Regions from separate parts of the Danio rerio genome. Here region 2 is linked to region 1. Evidence: chromatin contacts called from public HiChIP or PLAC-seq data. All regions are on one chromosome and are shown on one strand. The core of a region is the stretch at or near the end of the contact, and the rest is flanking DNA. Distances in the headings are between cores, read along the strand shown. Region 1 holds the start of stx2b (syntaxin 2b). Region 2 holds the start of fzd10 (frizzled class receptor 10).

The links. HiChIP or PLAC-seq counts read pairs in DNA pulled down with a chosen protein or histone mark.
Region 2: an H3K4me3 HiChIP or PLAC-seq map of gastrula embryo shows a contact between it and region 1, with 2.0 times the contacts expected there. The contact joins the promoter of fzd10 here to the promoter of stx2b in region 1. A contact is called at or near these places in 2 of 4 datasets of contacts at active chromatin or transcription factors (embryo and gastrula embryo).

What each region holds. Positions count from the first base shown.
Region 1 is chr8:52,649,188-52,655,712 of GRCz12tu, reverse strand. It overlaps stx2b (syntaxin 2b), which reads left to right and starts at 2,284. Exons shown (of 11, transcript XR_012384728.1): 1 at 2,284-2,353; 2 at 2,439-2,550; 3 at 2,727-2,807; 4 at 3,866-3,965. It overlaps piwil1 (piwi-like RNA-mediated gene silencing 1), which reads left to right. Exons shown (of 22, transcript NM_183338.2): 22 at 781-1,491. The coding sequence ends at 897.
Region 2 is chr8:52,725,484-52,732,008 of GRCz12tu, reverse strand. It overlaps fzd10 (frizzled class receptor 10), which reads left to right and starts at 3,431. Exons shown (of 1, transcript NM_130917.2): 1 at 3,431-6,412. The coding sequence starts at 3,968. The coding sequence ends at 5,710.

The sequences.
Region 1 (6,525 bases), core at 1,035-3,534:
ATTAATTAGCAAATTATATAAGTATTATGAACCTAAACATTAGCTGAGCAGGTTACATTGTAACCCTGAATATTAACAACATGCTTTGTGACTAGTTATGCAATGATATGCAATTTGGCTGTTTGCATCAGAAGAAACATGACAAATTTAAATATGGCCGTTCAGAAGTACAGAATATGCACTCACCCACGAAATGGTAAGGTTTATAATCTAATACATATTAACCCTCTTTAACATTATTAAATGTAGATGCTGTACCACTGATATGTGTTCTAAAGTTCAATTTCAGACGGTTTATTTTCAAGATCTGAGGTGCTGCTGCTTTCAGTATATAGCAATAAATGTCAGGTAAAATGGCATTCAAACTCACATTGTTAACATTTAACAGTGAATAAAGCACTGTAGCTGAGCTGATCATTGTCAGTTTTCCGTTGTTCACTTGTGCCAAATAGACGGCGTTTTAAATATATGTTCGAGGAGTTTGTTAGAACAAAAACTCCTTTTAATATGAAAAAAATATTCCTTCTATTATGTGCTGTTGCTTTTATTTAGAACACTTTTAATTTTCTCGCGCTTGTCCTCAATCTGGCAACCTGCGCTTTGCATTTGTTTTGATCCAGGAGTGCAATACCTAGTTCAACCACTGGGTGTGAAACTTGCATTTGTATTGAGCTGTGGAGGTCAGACAGAACCAGTCAATATTATGAGTATTGTGGCATCCCTAATTAACACAGTGTGCTGTGATATGGATTCTTTATGACTATTTCTCTGTTTCCTTAGGGGATTGTGCGAGTGCCAGCTCCATGCCAGTATGCCCACAAATTGGCCTTCCTGGTTGGCCAGAGCATTCACAAGGAGCCTAACATGAATCTGGATGACTTCCTGTATTACCTGTAACTGGTTAAAGAGTCAAGATGCAGGGTCCTGAAGGAACAGTGTGACCGTAGTTTCTTTTTCGAGTTGAATGGAAAAGAGTATGCTATTCGGAGAACTTTCATTTCATAGCTACAAAGTTTTGAGAAGAGCAGGTATAACAAAAAAGTTTTGTTTGAAAGGGGAAATGCTTTTATTTCAGATATTGATTTCAATTGTGTGCCTTGAGTTCAATCTGGTGCCTTGTGATTATAAGACTCCTTTTTTTTGTAATAAGATGTTCAAATCTCAAATTTCTGTATTTAGAGATTGTTAATTGAATTAAAAAGTAAACATTTATTTTCTGGGTTCCAATTTGAAAGATAAATCGTTGTAATGTAAGTGCTCCTACTTACTACTAACAATGATGTAAAGTTTGCATGTTTCACGTACTATTAAATGCTGTGATTGTAGCCCTCCTACTTTTGTGATTTGAATTCTAGTACAACATAGCAACATAGTTATGGTAAAAGTTTTACAAAGTAAATAAATGTGTAAATAAAATACTTGACGAGCTAACCTCAATTTGTTGAAAACATGTTTCAATTTCATTTGAGAATAAAGCTGAAGTTCACACTGTTTGGATCATTTGACAATCTAGTGATTTTTAGAATTTCTTTTTTGGTCAACCCTCCACAAATAAAAATTTCAAGTGCAATATCCTACAAATTTAATTCCTGGCAACAAAGTTTTGCCCCTGTTAAAGATATTGGTGTTTAAGGAGAACTCAGCCCTTTATACACAAGTTATTGTTAAAAATGAAGAGTTCAACCAAAAATTTAAATACTTAACCTGGTGTTATTTTACACTTACTGGCGACGCACTAGGTTGTGATGTCGCCTCACCGCAAGAAGGTTGTTGGTTCGATCCTCGGCTGGTTCAGTTAGCAGTTCTTAGTGGAGTGTTATTCTTAGGATGAGTATATGAACATTTCAGCTATAGGTGTACTCCATCTCTGAAACTACTGCAGGTGGCAAAGAGAGGCTCAGTAATTCAATTAGGAAAACGGCAATTCATTTTTATTCGACATTGACGAGTTCAAAATAATTGTTGAGTCCTAAAGTACTGACATTGACATCAGTTGAGTTAATACCTACTGAACTAAGGATTTCGATTGGCCCAATCTGGCAAGCGCTTAGAAAAGTAACAGACAACGCGTGAAAACGTCATCTTCTTTCTACCGTGTCGCGATTAAAATTGACACCAAAATAATAAAAGTGCGGATGCCCATAGCCTTTAAACTGAAACACAGCGTAAAAGGTAAAGAAAGAAACCCAAATAAAACATTGCCTGACAGCGCCATAATGTTACCGCCCTGTTCCGAGTTAGCTGCGCCCACAGTGTAATTGAGACGCGCAGAGAAGAACCGTCAGCTGGAGACAGGCGGAGAACTAAGGATGGCAACCAAACAAACACCTCATGACTGGACATTTCTTTCAAAGTAACACTTTTTATAAGCGTTTATTGTCAAGTTACTAATTCTAAATGCTAATTCGTGTATTGTCAACATACTTTTGTTTGGGTAGAACTTAAAATGGACTTTAATTCGGACGGACAGCAACGGACGTGATCGATAAACAGGATAATCGACGTCTCATCGACATTGTTATGAGGGACCGACTGGCGGATTTGAATGTGGCAAGTGATTGATAACAAATCCGATAAAAAAAAAACTGGCTAGCAGCGTACTTGATTATTGAAGACATTTAAAAAAAATAAACGTTTTTTATTTTCCTAGTGACTTTCTCTGTTGTTTATGTTTACTTCTCATGCTTGTGTCTGTCTTGTGTTTATGTGCACTTGTGGTGTTTTAGGGCAGGCATAATGCCAGTGAAGATGGGGGTGTCGCTGTGTCCATGGAGAGAAATGACTTCATGCAAGACTTTTTTCAAAAGGTAACAGTTTAGGGTGGGAAGGGAGGGTTTATATAACGTAACGGGGGTACAAGTGCCTTCAAAGTTTGTTTGTTTGTTCGTTTGTTTATTTAACCATAAGTTCACTTACAAACCAACACGGCACATTCAACAATACAATACATTTAGTGTTGATATAAAAGTACATGACTAGGAACATAAAAAAGAAAGTGCCTTCATAGGCACAGTATAGAAAATCATCATACCCTTACTTTATTTGTCATATAGCCTGAAACCAAATCACATTCCAATTAATTCTTGCCTTTGAAATGTTTTTGTTGCCTTTTCCAAACTTGCCTTTCTACAACTTTATTCTGAGTGTTTGTAAGTCTAAAAACAAGATGAACCAGATTCAAATCTGTTTAAAGATAGTAGAAATTATAGGAGAAATTATATGACCATTCGTATTACAAGAACCTCATGATGCTTGCAAGGAGCATCATTTTGAACTCAAGTCATATATTGAATCCTAAATTTATATCATTAAAGTTTAATGGTCGATTTAGATTCCCAAGTTTTAATAAAGTAAAATTTAAAATCTTTTGTACATCTGACTGTCTTGAAGCTGAATAAAGCCAGTGTACAATAAATTTTTTTTTTTTTTTGTATGTCTTTGTAAGGAGTATATATATCATGCTATTATGCAAGAAAAAATCTAATGCAAGTCTGGCAATAAAGTATTGTGATGAAGGTCTTTTGAAAGCAGAGTGTAATGTGAGTAAAAGATTTTCAGAGGGTATAATGATTTTCTATAGGGACTGTATGCACTTAATTTATTGCTCTGAAAAAAATACTCTAAGGACAGTAATGATACTGATTAATAAAAACAATAACTAATTTATATATATATATATATATATATATATATATATATATATATATATATATATATATATATATATATATATATATATATATATATGTGTGTGTGTGTGTGGTGAGAACATGCATCCGTAGAAGTGTCCATCGAGAAGCCCAGTAATGTGAAACCTTAGCAAAAATACAAATTAAAACTCTGCTTTTACTTTTTTTTTTTTTAGGTTGAAGAGGTCAGACGGGTCATTGAAAAGATCTCCTCCCTAGTGGATGAGGTGAAGAAGAAATATAGTGTGATCCTTTCGGCCCCCAATCCTGATGAGAGTAAGTCACCCTTATGCACCTTTAGTGAAATATGAGCAAGTTTTACAACAGAAACAAGTAAGACCTAGTTTCTGAATGGTCAGGTTAAATAGTTTTGCTTGACAGTGCTCGTTAGCAGGTTTACAGTCACCATTTGACTTGAATTTTTTTTCATTCAAATGCTGAAAACAACTGTTTTTATTCATGGATATTCATATACATCCATACTCTATGTGGAGTGTTTCAATAATCGTCTATAGCAGTGGTTCTCAAACTTTTTTCACCAAGTACCACCTCAGAAAAAATTGGTCTCTCCAAGTACCACCACAATGACCAGTAATAAAATAAAGCAGCGAAGTTGGCCAAATTAAGCAGCTACAGCACTGCACAGTTCAAAAACAAGTCATATTCATATTTATACAATTTTGATAGATTTTGAAATATATGTTGCATGTACATATGACGTATTTGTAAAACTTTTTGAAATCTAAACATTAACTTATATGTAGATTGCTTGGGAACCCGTTTTTCTCAGAGGATGTCAAGCTGACAGAACATTGCTGCACTCTGATAAGAGTTTTATTTATTGAGAAAATTAAGAAGCACTGCAGTGTTTGGGTGTTCTGTGTTTGAGCTAATTAGTCTAACGAAGTTATATTCTGTATAATATGAAGCTGATCAGTTGACTCTTGTCGCGTGACTCGCGATGCGGCATTCTAAAAAGTTAAGATGTTTTCAACTGGGCATGCCAGGCATACAAAAGCGCATTGTGCTGCAGTTCTTACTCATTTTTTCTAGCCTGTGGGTTAAATTTTGATGCTCGTGACCGAGATGTACAGTAATTTTTCAAAATTGTATACATTTTTTTATTTTATTACTCTGTGATTCCTCCGCGTACCACTAGTGGTACACGTACCACATTTTGAGAACCACTGGTCTATAGCATGTGAATGGCATGTGATGGGGTTTTGGTTGCGAATCATCTAATCTAGTTGTGGGCGGTATGACCAAATTCAATTTCATGAGTCATTTTAATATATTGTAACAATATATTTTGTGAAATAATCGTTTAAATAGGTAGTTATTCCTGGAAAATCAACAGAAAGGGCTATGATAAAGGGATGTACAATATTGGATTTTTAGTTGATATTTACAAAGTCCTTTTGGTAGAACTGTTTGATCCTGTTTGTATGTTTTTGAGAAGTGTAATGTCCAGGTTAATGTTGTTGAGTCAGGTTTGAGATTTTTATTCCTCACAAATGTTAGTTTCTTAGGAACACAACTGCTGCTTTATTTCGTGATAGAACTAACTTTTTCTTTAATTTTTATTAGTATAACACAGCCGTCCCTGAATAGACTTCTCATGTGCCAGTACCTGGCTGGAGGCTGCTTGGGAGAGATGTTAAAAAAATAATTAATAGAGCAGATACCGAATTAAGCTCTATAATTCCACAGTCAATAAGTCAATCATTTGTTCATATATTCTTGCCAATATAGCAAACAATGATTTTTTGACATAACCTAATATTTTTTGTGTGTTTTATTTTAGTTTTTCTAGTCGAATGTGAAAATGAAATGTGTTCTGTTTTTGTTTGGTTTAAATGCCTTTGGTCTGTACTTCATTTATATTTCAGTCAAATCACGCTGACCATTTACCTAGGGTTAAAAGTGGGTTTTAGAAGCTCAGAAACAAAGTTTAGTTTAGTGTTGCCCTGGGCTAGTTTAATCAATGTATTGAATCTTTTATTTGAGTTGTAAATTTATCCAAATTACTCTCTCTATTTGAAGGCTTTGTTGTATTACCTAATATATAACAATGCCTTTGAGTCACTCTGCTTTTGTCTTTGTCTGAGCGCACATTCAGGCTTTCCGTCATTCATGGCTCTGTCACGAAGCAAGAAACGTAAAATAAAGAAAATCACACGGCCATGGGCTTCCTCTGCTAAAAACTTCACAGCACATCAGTCTATAATAACGCCTCTGAAAACTGCTATAGAGAAAACTTTTCTTACACACCCCCATGATTTTATGTAGACCCTTTGTAAAGTATTGCCAATTTTTAGTTGGGGAATCTGAATAGTGAAAAACCAGTGACTGAAATGAGCAGAGAATACGTACCCCTTTAAATTTACCACAGGGAGTCAGGTTTGGGCTTGTGAAGAATCATGGTTTCCCCCCTCACATTCTTTGTGTTAAGTGACTGTGTTGGGTTACTTCTGGCTGTTAGTTGCAGGGCATGTATAGGACATGCAGACAGGAATGTAAGCTTGAGATAAAGACATCTGCAAGGGTGTGAGTGCTTCTACTACACACTCTACAACAGACTAAGTGTGACGTTTTTATCTGAGATGTATGACTGTGAATCTTGAAGCTGATAGTAAAATTGAATGATCTGTTTGAGGATTGTGCTAATGGATGTGTAATATTTCTCTGCAGTCAGTTTTCCATATACATGTCTGAATTTTATATCCTCACATAAAACACATCAGTCTTTTTCTAGTGTGGTTATCTGTAATCATAGAAACACATTAACTTTGATAGCCGATGGTTTTTGTAATCTGTCATGTGAGTTTTATATCAA
Region 2 (6,525 bases), core at 2,182-4,681, 75 kb before region 1:
ATTGTCTGTAGTGTATGAGTGTGTGTGTGTGTGTGAGTGTATGTGTGGATGTTTCCCAGAGATGGGTTGCGGCTGGAAGGGTTCCGCTGCGTAAAAACTTGCTGGATAAGTTGGTGGTTCATTCCGCTGTGGCGACCCCAGATTAATAAAGGGACTAAGCCGACAAGAAAATGAATGAATGAATGTTACGAATTGCTTCCAAACACATCTACAACTAGCCCAAAGAGTTGATCACACGACAGATAAGTCATAAATAGAATATTATAAGAAGGAGGTAATGTTTACCTGCTCTTTTGTCTATGAAGGTATTGTTGTCTCTTTGCTCAGCTCACCTCTTCATGTCTTCAAATGTCAGTGGTTCGTTCACGTTACACTGACAATCACATATAATCTTAACCAATGTACACAGTCTGAGTCGATATGATAATTAGTTCACCTTTCAAGTCTTCTAATTCTTGAGTCGTTCGTTCATCACGTGACAGAATGACTCAGGCCCGATAGAGGACTCGAGAGATGAAAGGTTCAATTCTTTGTCCGGCTCTAAATGCATATGATTGGCCCGTGAGGAACGAAACTCAGACCCGATAGAGTACTCGAGAGATGAACGGATCAATTCTTTTTCCAGCTCTAAACGCATATTACTGGCTTCTGCCTTTCCACGATGAACGGCTCAAAAGAGTTGAAATGAACGATACCACCTGCACAAATGTGCACACGCGCGGATGAACGAATCACTCCCTGAGAGGACTCGTAGTTCCTGAGTCATGTTGAAGATTTGTTCAAAATGAACCAATTGTTTATGAACGACCCATCACTAATGGATAAATCATGGTTTTACTAGGTAATGTGAGAGCAATAAGCTATCTGGTATCTTTTGCCCCATGAGGCCTTCTGTGCCTTCTTCATGTCTGTCACATGATGAGACTTATTAAAAACAGCCAGCTTATGCAAAGATACCTTTCATGGTCTTTTTGAGTTAATTTAGATGTAAAATAAAGCACATTTATTTTTCATTACTACTGTTGGGTAATGTATTTTACTGATAAACTTGGCAAACAAGTAATACTCTTTGGTTGTCACACATTAAACATGGTTGAATTTCAGTAGTAAAGCTTAAATGTTTTGAACATAGTTTGCTTAATGTTTATATCTGAATAAACGCCATTAAAAATGTTCATCTCATAAAGCGATCATGTCTCTTCAGAAGACCGGCAAGCAGAAGTCTCTCAAATGTGATTAAAAATATCTTGGAACAACATGAGGGTGAGCTAATCATCACAGAGATTTCATTTATGGGATGAGCTAACCTTAATGTTCACCCCTGCTTGCTTAAAATGAGTTGAACTCTGACATTTGATTTTAACAATACTAACTTTTACACTATAAAGTTGGCACGTATATATGCCCTTGAGGAGAGTGATGGTTACGGCTAAGACTATAGGCCCTGGCTTGCCAGCCATTACCGCCAACTTGAGTTAAAATGAATCTGCTGAAACGAGACTGAAAAGCTCTTTGTCTAAGAATTCATCCTTAGGCATTTTATCCTGTGCTCATGCAACTATTTACAACTGAGCACAGAGGGCGAAGACTGGAAACTACCATAGCATATGTTAAGAATGTCTTTTATGTCATTACACACCCACATCTGTTCATAAGGCCACTTGTTCTGTGTTTTCATGTCGAGGACGGAATTTTGCATATTCATTTGAAGCATTGTAAAGGGCAGAGGGATTTCTAAAAGCACTCAGTGTTGTGTACAAAACTTGGAAATTAATGCGATTTCTGGCACAACAGTCTTTGTTACATGAGCACTGTAACAAAATGTAGTAAAAAAAAAAAGTTTCTGATGTAAATAATGCATTAAAAAAATCATGTAGATGTTAGAAGAACAAAGCTGGAAGAAGTTTTCAAGGCATGTTTGATTTATGTGTGAAGTCTGTGGTTAACATTCCTGTGAAACTTCTTGTAAATTACAGACTGAAAAAAAAGTTCAGTGTAAATTTGTCTTGTCTTGCTTTTTTTTAGCAAAAAAATATCAAAAATATTTAAAAAATTTTAATTAAAATTAAAAAAATATTAATTCTTAGATTAAAATTATTTACTTGAAAAGCATGATTACTTTTTGCCTTACAATTATGTAAGATATTAAGTCTTAATAAAATAATAATAGGATGTCACGGTGGCTCAGCGGTTAGCACAGTCGCTTCACAGGAAGAAGTTCACTGGTTCAAGCCCCATATTCGCACAGGTTTACTCCGGGTGCTCTGGCTTCCCCCACAGTTCTAAGACAGGCGCTATAGCAGAATGGGGTAAACTAAATTGATCACAGTTTATGTGTGTGAATGCGAGTGTGTATATGTGTTTCCCAGTTCTGGGTTGTGGCTGGAATAGCATCCGCTGTGTAAAACATATGCTGGATAAGTTGGCGGTTCATTCTGCTGTGGCGATCTCATGATAAACAAAGGGACTAAGCCGAAAGAAAAATAATGAAGGAATGAAAATAAAAATAATAATAATAATAATAAAAAATTTAAATATAAAATTAGTGTTTAGGGTAATAAAACAAGACAGAATAGCAAGATTTTTATACCTTAAATATAAATTTAAAAAATGTTAACATAAGACATTAGCAAGACGTTTTAGCTTGATTAATCAATTTAAAAGATATCGCACAAAAATACTCCAGTGATGAAATAAAATAATTAAAATTTTTTAAAATATATCAGACAGAAAGAAAAAAAAATACAAGACTGAATGTAAATACTGCTCTAATAATTGTATTCTGCATTAATAAATCTCATCTATTTTTTAATTTGTGTTTTTGATAACTTAAGTGGCAATATATATATATATATATATATATATATATATATATATATATATATATATATATATATATATATATATATATATATATATATATATATATATATATAGGCATTATTGGATATTCTATAAAATGCTTGTGTGGGGTAAGAGATTAAAGACTCTTCAGCCATCAGTTCTAGTTCATTCAACAATAAAAAGCGAGGGGTATTTCAAGGAGTAAAAAACTCTCTTTTCTTTCCACTCTTTCTTCCCACAATGGCCAGAGCGTGAAAATCGTCAGTTGTAGAGAGAAAGGAGACACATCTCGACTGGAAAGCCGCTGAATCCTTTTGGTCGTCTTCGGCGAGAGATTTCTCACTGACTTGCGCCGAAAAGTCTTCCGTAAATCATCACAAGGGTGTTATCCGGGGAAAGAAAACAACAACAACAAATGGCCAGTGAGTAATTTACTGTGATCTTGTGGTAAAATTGTGACGAGGATTTGAGGTCTACACAGCCAGTTCCGCACGGTTTAAGGATAATCAGTGTGTCAGTTTGGGCTTTCTTATGTAAAGCAGCTGTCTTTGAAGGCGGATCTTTTGGCAGGTTAGTTCAGGACGGTGGCGGAGGAGCTCAGACACAGACAGCGCGCGAGGCAGAGAGCTGCTCTTCAGGGAGAAACGGACACGAGCTAAAGTGAATACTCACACGTTTACGGAGAGGATTCGTTCATTCATTTAACATGACTGCGATGTAACGACACCGTGCCTTCCGTTTGGTCAGTTTGGATACACTTTGCGGAGGATGTGTGTGTGTGTTTAAAGTAGCGCGGGAGCTATTTGAAAAGTAAGTGTACTTTTGTGAAGAAACAGACCGTCAGCGATGTTTCACAGAACTGGAGAGATTTAAAGTACGGGTATATCATCTGTGGACTGGGAATTGAACATTAACAGCGCGAAACCTCTCAAAATAGTGAAAGTTTTTTTCATTTTTTTTCATCTGTTTGAAGATTTTTACGCACTAAATTCTCCTGTTACTCTTTTTTGGGATATAATAACTTTTTAAATTAAAACTAAAACAACAATGAAGAAACTTTTCTAGTGAAACAAAGCTTTTCGGAGAACAATATCTGCTATACATGAGTTAATATTGAAAGACAATGTTTGCTGCCGGTGTCGGACTCAGCCTTGGGCTGCTGTGCTTTGCTGGGTTTTGTTCTGCGATCAGTTCCATCGACCCGGACCGGCCAGGTGAAGGAAGATGCCAGGAGATTGCCATTCCTCTCTGTAAGGACATTGGCTACAACTTAACAGTTATGCCGAACTTAATGGGACATGAAGATCAAAATGAGGCAGCCATAAAGCTGCATGAGTTTGCTCCGCTGATTGAGTTCGGCTGTCACAGCCATCTGAAGTTTTTCTTGTGCTCACTCTACGCACCCATGTGCACAGAACAGGTATCCACACCTATCCCAGCATGCCGAGTGATGTGCGAGCAGGCAAGGCAGAAGTGTTCTCCCATCATGGAGCAGTTCAACTTTCACTGGCCTGAGTCGCTGGACTGTTCCAGACTGCCAAATAAAAACGACCCCAATTACCTCTGTATGGAAGCTCCCAACAATGGCACAGATGAGCCCCCAAAGGGCTCCCACACTCAGTCGCCAGACTCCCGACCCCCTCGGCCAGGTAACAGCCAAGAACTGCCTATTAAAGAGAGGGTCGGTAAGACCACATGCAGCAACCCTGGAAAGTTTCATTATGTGCAAAAGAGTGAGTCCTGTGCCCCCAAGTGTTACTCCAACGTAGATGTGTACTGGAGCCAGGGCGACAAACGCTTCTCCATGGTGTGGATTGCTATCTGGTCCATACTGTGCTTCATCTCTAGTGCCTTTACTGTCCTCACCTTTCTCATTGATCCCCAGCGCTTTAAGTACCCTGAGCGGCCCATCATCTTCCTTTCTATGTCCTACTGTGTCTACTCTGTGGGCTTTCTTGTAAGACTTTTTGTGGGGGTGGAAAATGTGGCCTGTGATCGTGACACTGGAGTTCAGTACATCATCCAGGAAGGCCTGGAAAGCACTGGCTGCACCATAGTCTTCCTCATTCTTTACTACTTCGGGATGGCCAGTTCCCTGTGGTGGGTCATTCTTACTCTCACATGGTTCCTCGCAGCTGGAAAAAAATGGGGTCACGAGGCCATCGAAGCCAACAGCAGCTACTTCCATCTGGCGGCATGGGCTATACCAGCCATCAAGACCATCATGATCCTGGTTATGAGGAAGGTAGCAGGAGACGAGCTCACTGGAGTCTGCTATGTAGGCAGCATGGATGTCAAAGCCTTGACTGGTTTTGTTCTTATTCCTCTCTCTTGCTACCTCATCATCGGCACTTCATTTTTACTCTCAGGGTTTGTTGCACTCTTTCACATCCGTAAGGTCATGAAGACCGAGGGAGAGAATACGGATAAGCTGGAGAAGCTGATGGTTAGGATCGGCGTGTTCTCTGTGCTCTACACAGTCCCCGCCACTTGCGTCATCGCCTGCTATTTTTACGAGCGTCTCAACATGGATTATTGGAAGATTCTAGCAGGAGAACAGAAGTGCGCCGATGACGGTAAAAGTGGGGAAGAGTGCGTGATGAAGAGCTCCATCCCTGCCGTAGAGATTTTCATGGTAAAGATTTTCATGTTGTTGGTGGTGGGCATCACCAGCGGCATGTGGATCTGGACCTCTAAAACACTGCAGTCGTGGCAGAATGTTTTCAGTCGCAAACTTAAGAAGAAGACAAGGAGGAAGGCTGCATGTGTTTTCACAGGAAGTGGACCTTACCTCAAGCCTCATCCTGCACTAAAAGGACACAAAACTAAGTACGAACCAGCAGGTCCTCCTGCAACTTGTGTATGAGCTGGGTCTCTACGCACACGCAAACAGCCAGAAATGAAAACTCTGAACTTTAACAAACTGCTTTATAAAAGGACAAGCCAGCAAAGAACTCCACAATTCTCGTATTTATTATATGCAAACTTCAGGTGCAGCATCCCCAACAAGTTTGTTCAGTTCCTAGTGTTTGTGCTGCATCTGAAACTTTGCAGACTGGAATTACAAAACAAAGTAAAAGGGAGTGAGTCCCTTGTGCTGTCATTGGGATGCCTATATCTTGTCATGTGCAATAGTTTGTTTCCCTTAGTGACAGAGAAAAAGGGACTCTGTAGAGCTGTGATTAAAGACAATGAAAGGACTCGACAAACAATGGGTGTGAATGGCTGGAGGAAAAGCAGCTCCTCTGTGGTGTAGTCGTGTGGCTTTTCTATGGAAATGAAGGCTGTGTCATACACAACTGCATTGACATTGGAGTGCAGCTGCTCAATAAGGCTTTGGCAGAGAATGAACTGCCTATTTTTAGGCCTTTAAATGGAACAAAGTGAATCTTTAAGCACTAAATATTGCCAACACAATGAGAAAAACCTTGTTATTTGAGTGGTTTTGTACAGTGAGATCATGTCCCTGGTTTGTTTTGTTACACCAAGCTCTTTTTAATGTCCATACATTTGTGTATATTTCTAAAGGTCCATATTTTATAAGAATAAATAAAACAATTTAGTTTTACATGTTTGAAGTGAGAAGCATATTATTATTTATGTTAAGTTTAAAAAGTTTTTTTTTTCCCTCATAAAGCAATCTGTCACATTTTAATATTAGAAAAGTGTTTGCTGTGGATC